Linked DNA regions of Arachis hypogaea: region 1 is linked to region 2. The links are chromatin contacts, called in public Hi-C maps. All regions are on one chromosome and are shown on one strand. Each heading gives the region's core, a stretch centred on a gene start, on an enhancer-like site or on the middle of the called end of the contact. The rest is flanking DNA. Distances are from core to core; before and after follow the strand shown. Region 1 has its middle 11 kb from the start of LOC112696061. Region 2 holds the start of LOC112696058 (1-acyl-sn-glycerol-3-phosphate acyltransferase 2).

What was found. Hi-C and Micro-C count contacts between places; a contact is called where the count stands out from the background.
Region 1: a contact with region 2 is called in a Hi-C map of leaf, with 4 times the contacts expected there. The contact joins the enhancer-like site here to the promoter of LOC112696058 in region 2. A contact is called at or near these places in 4 of 8 Hi-C or Micro-C datasets (leaf and an unstated tissue).

What each region holds. Positions count from the first base shown.
Region 1 is chr6:12,234,220-12,240,950 of arahy.Tifrunner.gnm2.J5K5, forward strand. No RefSeq gene overlaps it. Among protein-coding and RNA genes, the nearest start is that of LOC112696061, 11 kb to the right of the region's middle. Within about 2 kb of position 5,157, at least 2 of the 3 cell types and tissues checked have open chromatin away from gene starts, as enhancers often do.
Region 2 is chr6:12,164,903-12,171,514 of arahy.Tifrunner.gnm2.J5K5, forward strand. LOC112696058 (1-acyl-sn-glycerol-3-phosphate acyltransferase 2) reads left to right here and starts at 5,052. Exons shown (of 11, transcript XM_025748643.3): 1 at 5,052-5,376; 2 at 6,443-6,565. The coding sequence starts at 5,296.

The DNA of each region.
Region 1 (6,731 bases), core at 3,907-6,406, 69 kb after region 2:
ATCTCCAGAGTAGAAACTTTCCTCTGACTTCCTCATCTTGACCGAAAGCCACAATGCAGTAACCATAGAATTCTTCTCATGGTCAACTTGATCTTAGCCATTGAAAAACTACTTGGTCCCCAAGTATCACTTGTGACCGTAGATGTGAAACAGAATAGGGCAAAGAACAACTTTCCCTTGAATGTCATCTGATTTCTTTGGCTTCTATCTTTTTGCTTTTTCTTGGGCTTTTGATTTTTGCTTTCAACCCAATCATCCTTACTAATTGCTTTTTATTCCATTTGGGTTATTGAAATTTTGGCCTGCAACAATAAACAATTAGTGAAAATAAATACAATTAATCAACACCAATTATTTATTTTGCCCAAAAATAATGTTTGTCATCACTAATTAATTTAGTTAATTTCTTAACTCAACAAACAATATTATGTGTAAAAAAATCAACTACTAAATCAATTATTCGTATAAAATATTTATTAAAAACGAATTAAATAATACATGTATTTATATATAAATTTATAATGATTGATTTGTTAATTTTTAGTATATACATAATATTTTTGTTATAACATATGTATTTGATAATTGAAATCTATCGTTAAAGGGATCTGATGGTAGAAATGTTTTTATCATCTCTATTGTCTTCACATTTATATGTATTTGAAGGAAATTAAATAGTGTTTTTGAAAGAAAAGAAAAATTCCCTATGATCACTTCCCTTTTCTATGTTTTAAAGTTTGGGGGGTCCTGAATTTTCCTTATTAACATTTTGAGCAGCAAAACCCATACCAATGACCTAACTTGTTCATGTTATTCCTCACTTGCTCAGTGTTGTGTCGGGTGATACTTCTTATTGTGAATAATTCTCCACATTCAAATCTAAAATCTATCACTTGGACTTTCAGGGTAGACTAGGTAGTAGTTCTTCCACTTCTAGATATATCGTCCTAAATTCCTAATTGATTTAATGAAATTAAAGTCATATTTTCACATTTCAGATTCTATTAATTATTTTTCTTTCTTTTGTTTGAGTTCTTTAGTTTTGTACCTTGCATTAAATTTAACCTAGAAAAGACAAGACAAGACACCTCCCCAATAATGCCCACCCTCTCCTAACCAATGCATCATGTTTATAGATAATATTAAATACAATAAATATATAATTATATATATGTTATAACTAGACGGCACCAAATTAAATTAAATTAAATTTATTTTAGATTATTGTCTCAATTAGTTACCAAATTAATTATATATTCGTATAAAATTTATATTAAAATATAAAATTTATATTAAAAATACATAAAATAATATATAAAATAATTAATTTAATAGTTCGTTTTTTATTAGAAAGGAATCACAGAATTTTTAAAAATTTAGAAATTAGTATTTTAAAAGTTATCAACAAGTTGATTAAAAGTTACAAAAAATGAATTGATCTTGATTTTTAGTTGTTAATGATAACGCGAAAGATGACTTTAAATTAATTTGTATTTGTTTGACTAATAACTCTATATATTCTATTTACTTTAATTGTTTCACCTTACTGTATTGACATTTTTATTTAAAAAAAAAAGGAAAAATTGAGATGCAGTCGACTTCACGTGAAGTTGATCAATAACTAAGAGCTGTTAGATGATTTGACTGATTTGACTAAATTTTCATCTAACGACTCTCGATATCAACTTCACTTGAAGTCGACTCCACTTGAGTTTCACCTAAAAAAATACAAGTACAAGTACAACCTTAACCGTAGTTTAAAAATTACGCAAGGATCTATTGTTGTGCTAAGAAGAGATTGGTGTGTGTTAGACACAATAAGAGATAAAAAACAAAGAAAGGTACAAGTTTTGCATCATTTATCTTCTTTAACCCTCTTTGAGTGGGATGAACTCACTTTTTTTATGTCTTTCTTTTTTTGCTTTCACTTCCTCTCTCCGCGACTCAAGGATGGTGTCCTTATTATTATCTCTCTCTCTCTTTCTTTCCCATACCCTATCAATAAATCTTACACCACCAATCAAATTAAAGCCTCTACTTTTCATCATTTTTCTCCCCTCCCTCCTTATATATGTGGGAAAATATATATATAAAAAAGTGAATTTAAGCACACAGCTTTATATGTTTTTAGAATATATTTTTATTACTCCTTTCTTTTTAACATAATTGTTGTTTTTTTTTTGGAATTCATTAAAAAAATTAATATATCTAGACAATAAGGAGTATGAGATTTAGAAAATAAAGATGAATAACTATTTATTTATATTTGGCGATGTATAAAATTATTCAAAATCTTAAAAGCAAGTAATTATAGATTTTCAATCTCCTAAAAGTGTCTCTGTCCTTACTCTTTATTATTACTAGAGAAAGAATAAACTATCCGGAGTTCGAATCTTATTTTACATATGCAAAATTATTTACTAATTAACAATAAACATTTAAATGAAATTTAATTTATGACGAATTAATTTTTAACATGTTAAAATAAGAGACACTGTGTGAAACTAAACAAATATTTTTAGAATATACATTAAATATATTCCATTATAAAATAAAAAATTAGTGTTCATCGATATTAAATATAATTTGAATCCCATCCCTGACATTAACTGAATTCCAGTGGGGATGTCTAGGGAATTTATGTGACAAATTCATAAATGCAGATTTAGGAAATTGGGGGAGGAGGTGTTTGCCTAAATTGGCTTGGCATTGGGAAATTGTTGTGTGATCATGCAATTGCACTTGGATTCTTTTGCAACAATTATTCATGGATCTTATTTTTCATTTTTTTTCACTATTAATTAATTAATTAATTAAATTTCACATTGTACAAAGGCACATGGGACTGTGGCCTAAAACCAATAACCTCTGCATGTGAGCCCCGTGTGTCACATGTCTCATGGTATTTTTTTTGGGACTTTAAAGTCATTGGGAACATTTTCTTTTTTTGATAAAAATTTTCTTTCCAAGTCTTAATTACTGTATATAAACAGTGTAAAAGAATTCTATAATTTTACTATGTAATAAGAATTTTCTATACTATAATTTAGGTTAAATTATCTGATCATGTACAATTCTACTATACTATATATTCAATTGGATTTTATTTGTTTGAAAATATTTTTGTTAATATAATAACATATATATAATTGGATATCTGAAAGTAAATAGAAATTAAATTGATGTTTTCAATGAGAAAGATTTCTGCTAATTCTGAGAGATTGAGGTTATTCATTTGTTTGTGATAGAAAACATTGTGTCCCTACTTTGATGTGGTTTCTGATGCTTGCATTGTGCTGCCGTTATCTAATATGATCTGAAATTCTGAACAGCCATTTGAATTTGTATTTCTGTGCAGACTTTCAAAGGCTGTAGAACAATATATAGATACAGAGATTGCAGTTTCATGTGCTTTTCTGGGCTCTATATGTTATTCACTACACTGCCTATACATATATATATACACCTACATTCTAATTTTGTAAAGAGTATACACTATGTATATTATAAATATTTTGAGTTTGGTACATAGTAGTCTATGTTATAAATTTTGGCAATATTATTAGCACTGCAAGCTTCATGTTGTATAAAAAATAAATTTTTTTTACGATATCTCTAACTCTGCATGTCAAAGATTAATTCGTCGAGGATTAAAATTTCATTTAAGGGTTTATTACTGGCTAATAAATTGTTGCGTGCACAAAGCGAAATTCGAATTTTCGATATTTGTTTAAGCATACAAGTGAACCGACTACTCGACCAACTCGGAAGTGAGTTAACCACTAGACTAATTAAAATTGAATTTTTTATTTTTATTTTTCACGATATCCTCTAACTTGATAGACTAAGGACTAATTCATCGGTTCTTGAATTTTAGTGAATAAGTTATTATTTGTACCATGAAAGATATTGATACTGACAAATATACCCATATAAGAATAAAACGACAATTGTAACCACGTTCCGTGTGTCAAGAGTATCCTAACGGATCAATTGCATAACCCAAGTTCGAGTACTCTTGGCACACGGAGGCCATCTTTGATGATTACAATTGTCGTTTTATTCTTACATTAGTATATTTGTCAGTATTTATATCTTTCATGAGTATAAAACTATAAATGGTAATTTATTCGATTTTAGTAGTGAATTAAATATCCTTTTATCAACATCATCAGCCCTTAGTAGGCCCAATATTATATTATAAGGGCTCAGTCCATTTTGAAAAGTAGGGCCACAGTAGAGCCCATTTTAGACAGTCCAACTCATATACTAAATATTATATAATTAGGTGATTTAACATGATTTTCTTTCCAGTAAAAGGAAAAAAAAAAAAAGATTTTTATGAATGATTGTTCTTGTTAACTCAATCTGCATATATTAGTTATTTTGACTGAAATTATATATACATTATGTTTAATCCTATTCCATGATAGTCCTAATCGTATGTTATTTTACTGTTGTTTATTTGATAAACTATTATTTGAAAGAAACCATGAACAATCCCCTTTGCTGAATTGGACTACAATATAGTCACACTACTGAAGGATTTAATAAATCATTAAAAAGAAACAGAATCATTCTAGTGCAAATTATATACCTGTGCCTCTTATCATACAGCTAATCATTTATAATACAGAAAAAAAAACATAGAAGAACATACAGGATATAATATAGACAACCAAATCTGATAAATCATAAATGTATCAAGTGACTGATTTTACAAATTCAATCTATTGGAATCACACAAAAATAACTCAACCGTTATTCTAAAGTAAAAACAAAAATAAAAAGAAAAAATATGTTATTATCCCAAGCAATCATGTGGCAAACTTCAACAATGATTCAAATAGTTACATGCTTTTAGATCATACTTAATGCGTATTTGAAGAACATTTGTGGCCACTCATCATTTTTATTTATTATACTCTTAAAAATTCTATAAAAAAATAACAATAAGTAATAATAAATGTTCTTAATACATAATACGCATTAAATATGTTCAAAAGACATGCAAGTATTTCTTCTATGATTTTTTTTTTTGCCAGTTTCATGGCATCATATTAATGCAAAAAGGGAAGCCAACAAAGAAAAGCCCAATGCAAGCCCAGAGAGAGGCAAAGAAAGCCCAGATCCAGCCTGCAATTGAGATGTAGGTGCAATCTCTGAATCTTGTGCCACAGATTTGGTCACACAAAACAAGGCCACAATCATCACTGCCATGAGAAATTGAGCTCCAAAGAAACCATATTTTGTTGCCATTATTTTTTCCTTACACAAAAAAAAATATTTGTTACTAAAACAAAGTTATGAAGAAAGAACCTGGAAAAATTAAGATTGTATTGGTGATGTTGGAATTGAATTGTCCAATGATAAAGTCAAGAGTTGGAAGTTTATATAGAAATTTTTGGAGGAGGGGTGTGTTAGAAGGTCATTCATGTCAAGCTGGTAAGTGGTACATTTTATTAGCATTAATCAAATTCATAATGTTACTATCCCTTTTGGATCAAGGATTTTGAGACCCTACTACAGACCAATCAAATCTTATTAGCATGCTATTAATTTCTTAAAAAGAATTGTTTTATCTATTATTAAGATATAAATCACATTAAGTTGACCAAAGGAGAATATTTGTATGATTCTGAAACTTTAATTAATCTACATGTATACTTAAAAAGCTTTTATAATTATAAAGTTTTTTCCTTTTTTTAGCATATATTAAATATATTTTAAAAACATGTAAGATTGAGGATGGTGAGAAATCAATTTCAAGCATGATTGACATAGCAACGGTGCTTAGTCTTTGAGAAAAGGCTAAGTCTATTATGATGCAAATGTGATGTCTTTGTTGCTTGCTAAAGAGATGATGGGATAATAGAATGATGGTCAAATGTCATTCATGCACAACCAAGGATTATTTTGTATTTTCTTGACTACTATTCTATTAAGCTGCATTTAGAAGGAAGATTGAGACTGGGAGAGTGAGAGATAAAAGACTAAAATAAGTTTTTATATTGTATTTGGTATAAAATATATTGAACTGAGTTATGTCTTACTATTATGTTTAGTTTAAGATAAATATGGAGATTGAGGGGTAGATTTGAAATTTGAAAAGTTAAATGACAGTATATTTTAAAAAAAATATTATTAAAATTTTAGTCTTTATTTTCAAAAATTTCAATCTCCTATGTCCTTATTTTCCAGAGGTTCTAAAAGAACTGAAATTTTGTATTCGAAAACTGAAATTTTAGTTTCAATCTCTAACTACCAAATACAATACTGAGTCCCAATCTCTAGTTTTAGTTTCTAAAAACAAACCTACCTGATAGATGTAACAAGAAATATTTAAAGAATAAAAATAAAAAAAGAAAAAGACAGAATTAAGTATTTTGAATGATGATTGAACTATGTATGTCAAAAATCAGAATCAATGATAAAGGTAGGTAAAAAAAAAAAGTGTGGTGACCAGTAAATTTTAAGTGCTTTTATTGAAGGGAATTTGTATTGAAAATTGCATGAACCAAAAAGAGTAATCAAATAGAGACATCATTTTGATGTTGAAGTGTATTTTGTTTTCTTTCTTAATTCATAATATTATGAGGATGTTGAAGTTATATTATGTGTATCCCGATTAAAGCAGATGCATTCTGCAATTTGTTTACAAAAAGAAAGTTGGTGTTTTTTTTTTTCCATTAATCCGATTTAACATGAATATAAATATTATAAAACAACTT
Region 2 (6,612 bases), core at 3,802-6,301:
GCATACAATCCTCCTTCAGATGCATATGATGAGAGTAGTGACACTGATGGTGACGAAGACAGAATGAAGCTGAGGACATCTACTAAAAAGAAGGCTGCTGATGATGGAAAAGATGATTATGGTAATGGGAAAGGTAATGCTGACGGGAAGGCTGTTGAAAATGTGAACACGGACAAGAAGAAGGCCAATTCAAGGAAGTATGCTGAGAAGAGAAAGAAACATACTAGGCCCAACTTTAATCATAGTGGAAGGGGTAATGTTGGAGTTGGTTCAGGGGGCAATATAGGTGAAAAACATACTGGGCTTAGTGGTTCTAAAGCCCAACCTAATTCTAGACAAGATAAAAGTGGGTCAATTCACACTAAGGGTGTAAAGCCCGTTTAGAATTTAGGGTTTAGGGTGTTGAAATCCAATTTTGTTTTGATTTTTCAAATTCAATTCCATCTCTAACTCCTTCATTCTATATTCTACCTCCTTTCAATCTTCTTTTTATTAAAATAGCATTCATAGAAGTAATATTCTCATCAATATTTTCTTGAACTAATACATCTAGTCACTTGAAATACTTGCAATATGGGATGGGTGCCTGAAAAATTAAAAATTTCAATTGTAAAAATATAAAAATTATATAAAATTTTTAAATTTAAAAAATATACAAAATAATTAACTTCATGCAAAAATTATAAATCAATACTTATATTGTAATTAGGACATCCCAAGAAGAACCTATTTGGATTAAATTTTTTGCAAGATTGAAAGAGAATCGCATAGGTGCCACAGTGACATTTTAGAGACAAATTTCTTCTTTCTTGACTGTCCAACAGTTCCAAAAGAAAACGTGCAGCTCCTACTCTCTTCGCTAACATTATAACCACGCAGATTGTGACTTATAGTTTCTGAAGAATGATCTCTATGGCTCATGGTAGTAGTACAATTAAGGTTCTACATAAGGAGGAAGGATGAAGAAGCATTGTTAGGGTTCTGCGTAAATAAAATACGAAGTTATATTTTTAAAAATTGTCAGGGGCGGGTTGAGTGACTCATTAACATGCCAATTCAGGCTGACACTTAACGGACACATCATCATCTTAATGTATCATGTATTCACGTTCTGTTAACCTCAAAAATAAATTATTGACGTAGGGGCTATAACTTGTCTCACAGAAAAAATACCAAAAGCCAAAAAATAATTTTTTTTTAAATTTCGTTATCCTTCGAAAAAATTGTCAAAAATAGAATTAGATATTATTTTTTTTTTAAATGGCCACTCCATGTAACTTCTTTTTAATTTTTGTCTAATTAAAACTCCACATCCAAAGAAGTTATTTTTCGGCACTAAAATTTTATTTTTACCATTATTAGAATTAAAGTTAAAAGATTACTGTACTTACTTTTTTAACGTAATCTTCCTTAACATTATGCTGACTTTGACGCATAATCAGCTATGCCAAATGTTATTACACTACTCGACAATTAACTTATGGCCATCGCTAATCACATCTACGCAAGCCACCAAAAAATGCATATATATATATATATATATATATATATATAGGTAAATTCTAGCCTACCCTTTTTATAATAACATGTAATTTACCCTCTGTGACATGTCATCTTTTAATTGGTTGCTATGTTAACTATAGTTAAACTATTGGTAATTAAATTATAGCCCAAAGTGGGTGATTATATAATTTACTAAAATATTAAAAATTCAGTCTTTCATTTTTCTCCCAAATCATCCTCCCACACAATGATGCCAGAGGATAGACTTCTGTGTTCAATCATCTCTTGAGGTAACTTGTCAACATTAGTTTCATGAGGAATGGAGATAACAGATGAACCTTCATGTTTTTCAATTCGAAAAACTTCATAAGGTGCAACCTGTTGAGAAAATAAATAAATAATAATTTGCTAGCTTACTCATTAAACTAAAGCATATGAATACAGATAATTATAGGACATACCTTCGTTGTGAATGGAGATGATTGATAAAAATATAACTTTACTTTTTAATGTTTATAGAAATTATATATTTATCCCTCTTATAAAAATATTTAATTACAAAATTATCCTACTTTAGTTAACATATTAACTCTTATTGAGTTAAATTAACTCAAACTAAAACTAAGCATCCAATTAAAACATACCACGTCACGAAAAGTAATTTACATGTTGAAATAGAAAGGATTGAGTAGAATTCACCATATATATATATATATATATATATATATATACTTACTTGTTATGTAATATCACTAGTATGGGCTTCTAGTTCATATTTAAGTAAGTGTATTTAAGTGTTAGAACAGAAAATAGAGACGGACAAAAAACTTTTAGAATAGCAAAGATATAAATAGTAAATTTAAGTAAGTGAGAGACAAAAGAAACAAACTTAAAAACATAAATTTAATGAAATTTTCTCGCATCAAAATGTCATTCTGTCTATATAATTTCTTGGTTCTCTTCTTAAGTTCTTATGCTACTCTGCCTATTAATTATTTTAATAAAAGATGTTATTTTAATTTTTTTTAATGATATATTTTACTAATTTTTTATATCTTTTATCTTGTCTATTTTAATAAAAAAATGTAATAAAGACATGGCACCAATGTGACCAAAAAACTAAACCATATTAGATTTATCAGTCACTTATTTATTGCATAATGTTCGTGGACAACTTCAATTTTGGGGATTTTTTATTTATATAAATAAATTAATATAATAATTATCGATTTTCATAATTTGTAGCATTTTTTTGAAAATGAATAATATGTCACATTTCATTTACAGAATAAACGAATTGACATTAGACGTATTTCGTTTATACATTAAACGAGATAAGGTTATAAATGGATGGTCCTATGATGTGTGTTCACGTGTTCTGCAACGTTCTTATTTCTTTTACAGTGTAAATGAAATACGTCTAATGTCAATTCGTTTACTCTATAAACGAAATAGGCTCAATGACATTTATTTAAGGGATTTCCTTCACACACCCATTGAAGAAGTCAAAAGTTACTATTTACTTTATCTTTTTATCCATTTTATCCTTGTTTGACCAAACTGACGGCTTAGTTAAACATTATGGCAGACGATGTGAACATTAACAGGCTGAATATCACGTGACATGTTATGCATTTTCGTAAAAACGCTATAAATTACGGAAATCAGTAATTATTATATTTAATTTCTTTATATAAATAAAAAATCCATTGTTTGGTCGTGGGTTTTTATGTGTTACTAGGTTGTTGGGCACTCGGTCCTATATAATTTGGGCCTATTTTCATTTAGGATGGTTAAGGATAGTGGGCTCTTGACCCAATTAAGAAATCAGACATATGGGACCACCACTATTGTTTTGTTTTCTACTTTCAAGTTCTAGACTATAGTGACTAGTGGTAACTGGTAAATATGAAAATGGAGGGATAACATGAACATCAGAACATGCCTAATTGTCTATGGAGGTTCCATCCATTAATGAGAATATGAAAATGGTGGTTGGAGGTTGGCATTTACTTCGTTGCTATGTTTGGTTGACTCACACACTCACATACTTACTTAGTTTCCGAATGTCACCCCACAACTACAAACAAAGCTTAAAAAGCTTCGAAAATTATACTAGTTAGCTTACCTACCAAATTAAATAATAGAAGCTAACTTCTTCATAACCATTTTACCTAAGCTTAAGTTAATTCTCCTTTATGTAAGAATGAATGAGTACATAGAACTTTAACATGCCTACCAAACTATAATTTTTTCAAAAAAAAAAACTATATGATCATTAATAATCAATTATTAAAGTCGTGTCTAATTCTGAGAATAAATTAAAACAAATTATAAAAGTCTAATTTTTTTTTTATGTTGATGGGTCTGATGGATTTATTAGTTAGAGGCATAACATTATTTCATGGAAGAAAAGACAAGAGGAACTTAAATTTTGAGGGAACTAAGACGTTTACATCAACATCTGAATGGATAAAGGGGTATCTGAAGGAATGGTTAATGATAATGAGTGGACATTACAAGGCACACGTTAAAATTTAATGAATAAGATGGGAAGGGAGCAATAATGCACAGATCTGAATTGGGCGGTGATTTTAATTGATTAAACATAAATAAATAATTGAGTATTATTTTGTATTTTTTTTATAAGCGATCCTATAGTACTAAGAACACATTATTATTCTTATTATTATTGTATAGGTCGTGTTAAATTGTTAATTAGTACTTTTAAAATACTTAATAAGACATTTAATATAAAATTGTTTGTTAAAAATTTAAAAATCGGAAAATTCAATTCCTTGATAATGTTTTATTCACTTTTTATTATAAAATAATTTATTTATTATTAATAAGGTTAATGAGTGTGCTATAAACAATTCTTTGCTAAATCTGTACTATTTTAGAGTATAATGCAAATTTAACATGTAATATAATAATGCAGTAAAAGATAAGAACATCATGAACATGCATTAAATTAGAAATTTTTCTATTTATACACTTTTATTTTATTAATTAAGAAAATCTAATATAAATTAAAAATTATATTTTTATATTTATATACAAATAATGTTATTCAAATTTAAGTTTTGTACAGAGATTAATTATACATTATTATATTAGTAAAATTAATTAATTTTTAAATCTATTATCTAACACATCACCTAAACTTATAAATCTAATTAGATAACCTACAAAATCCTTTACTGAACCAAAACTAAAATTTATGATATTATCCATTAAAAATTCATTATTTTAGAGTAGCACTTCACCCATAATAGTTTATACTAATATTTATAAAGATTTGCATATAAGATTCATGGCACGTGAAGTTGATAATTTTACTGATTTGACTAAATTTTTATTCAATAATTTTTAATTTTTAACTTCAAATGAAGTTAATTGCATCTGAATTTTCACCGATATATATATAAATCAATACAATTCGCATTATATATATATACCAAAATTTATGAGGATAAATTAATAAAATTTATTTATTAAAAATAAATTGTTATTTGTAGTGATTAATTGGTTACCAAAATTGTTAAAAAAAAAAAGAATAAGTTGTTGTAATATATGGCGAAAACAGAGACCCAACCCTACCACGCAACACTCATTTCCTTCCCAATTTCCATTCGAATTCCAACTTGTCATTCTTTCCAATTTCCAAAACAGTCGCCAACAGATTCTTCGATTGGATTAAACTAAGATTCCAATTACTGTTAATTAAGTCGTTCTTAGTTCTTACTCACATCGAATCGAAAAAGTAAGTTGGGTTCAGGTGTGGCTTGAATGGGTATTGCAGCTGCTGCTGTGGTTGTGCCATTTGGCCTCCTCTTCTTCACTTCAGGCCTCGCTGTTAATCTCATTCAGGTTTTTCTTCTTCGTCTTCTTACTTCCTACTTACTCTTTGATTTCTTAGTTAATGGAGTTCACGTCGTAATCATTTGCTGCATCTCCATGCAAATCTCGTTCTTTTTTTCTATTAATATGATAAGACTAGTAGTGCTATAGTTTAAACTAGGGGAGTTTAGGGTTTAAGCTTTGTATCATGGATTCATAGTCTAGGCACATTGCTACTACTGATTTGTTACCATTTCTATTTTAGTTCAAGTGCCATAGACAAACATTGTCTTTAGATGAAAAGGGAAACAATGATAGAGTTGCTGCTGTTATGATTGACCAATGATAGAGTTTCCTGGAAAGTTGAATTTTCTGTGGGAAGTTCATTCAGAAAGAAAAGATGAGAGCGAGAGCGCGCAAGAAAATTTCATCTGATACCATATTGTGAAGGAGAGGTTCTGTGAGAAAATGGGAATCAATCTTCATTAATTAATTTCAACTCACTAATGGTACATATATATCAGCCGGTTTGAGTGCAAAGGGAGCAGGGAAAAATGAAACCAGACTTCTAACTAACTGCCTATATTATCTTATTAACTTCTAATCAGTTTTTCTAACTAATTAATTTTCTCATGAGGCATAATAGAAAGGAAGGAATGTAAACTTGAAAAGTTTATTTTGGACATGAATGAATTTGGCGCATATGCTTTCAGCATGTGGAAGCTGGTTGATCCTTTGTTGTATTAACTCTGTTTGAAAGCAGGAGTGGTATACTGGAATAATTTGTTTATACTGAGGAATATTTACTGCACAAAATTAGGTTTTCAAAAATGCTATTCGTACACCAAAATTAGCCACTAAAATCAGCCACCAATATATTTGTGTATAAATACATGTGTGGTTTAATTTATTTTCAATGTGTATTTGTATTCCAACATGTATTTTATATTGGTGGTTGATTTTAGTGCACACGTAGCATAGTCATTAAGTTTTATATATCCATCTTTTCTTTCAGTAAAACAATAATATGAAGCCAAAACAGAAAGGATCTTGAATCAATTCAATTAATTTTTCCCTTCTTGATATCTTGTCTCAGGCAGTATCTTATGTTCTTGTACGGCCTCTGTCAAAGAATCTGCACAGGCGGATCAACCGTGTAGTTGCAGAATTGTTGTGGCTGGAACTTGTATGGCTTATTGATTGGTGGGCTGGTGTTAAGGTAAACCAGTACCATGTCCTCTGCAATATTTTTCTATGCACAGTAAC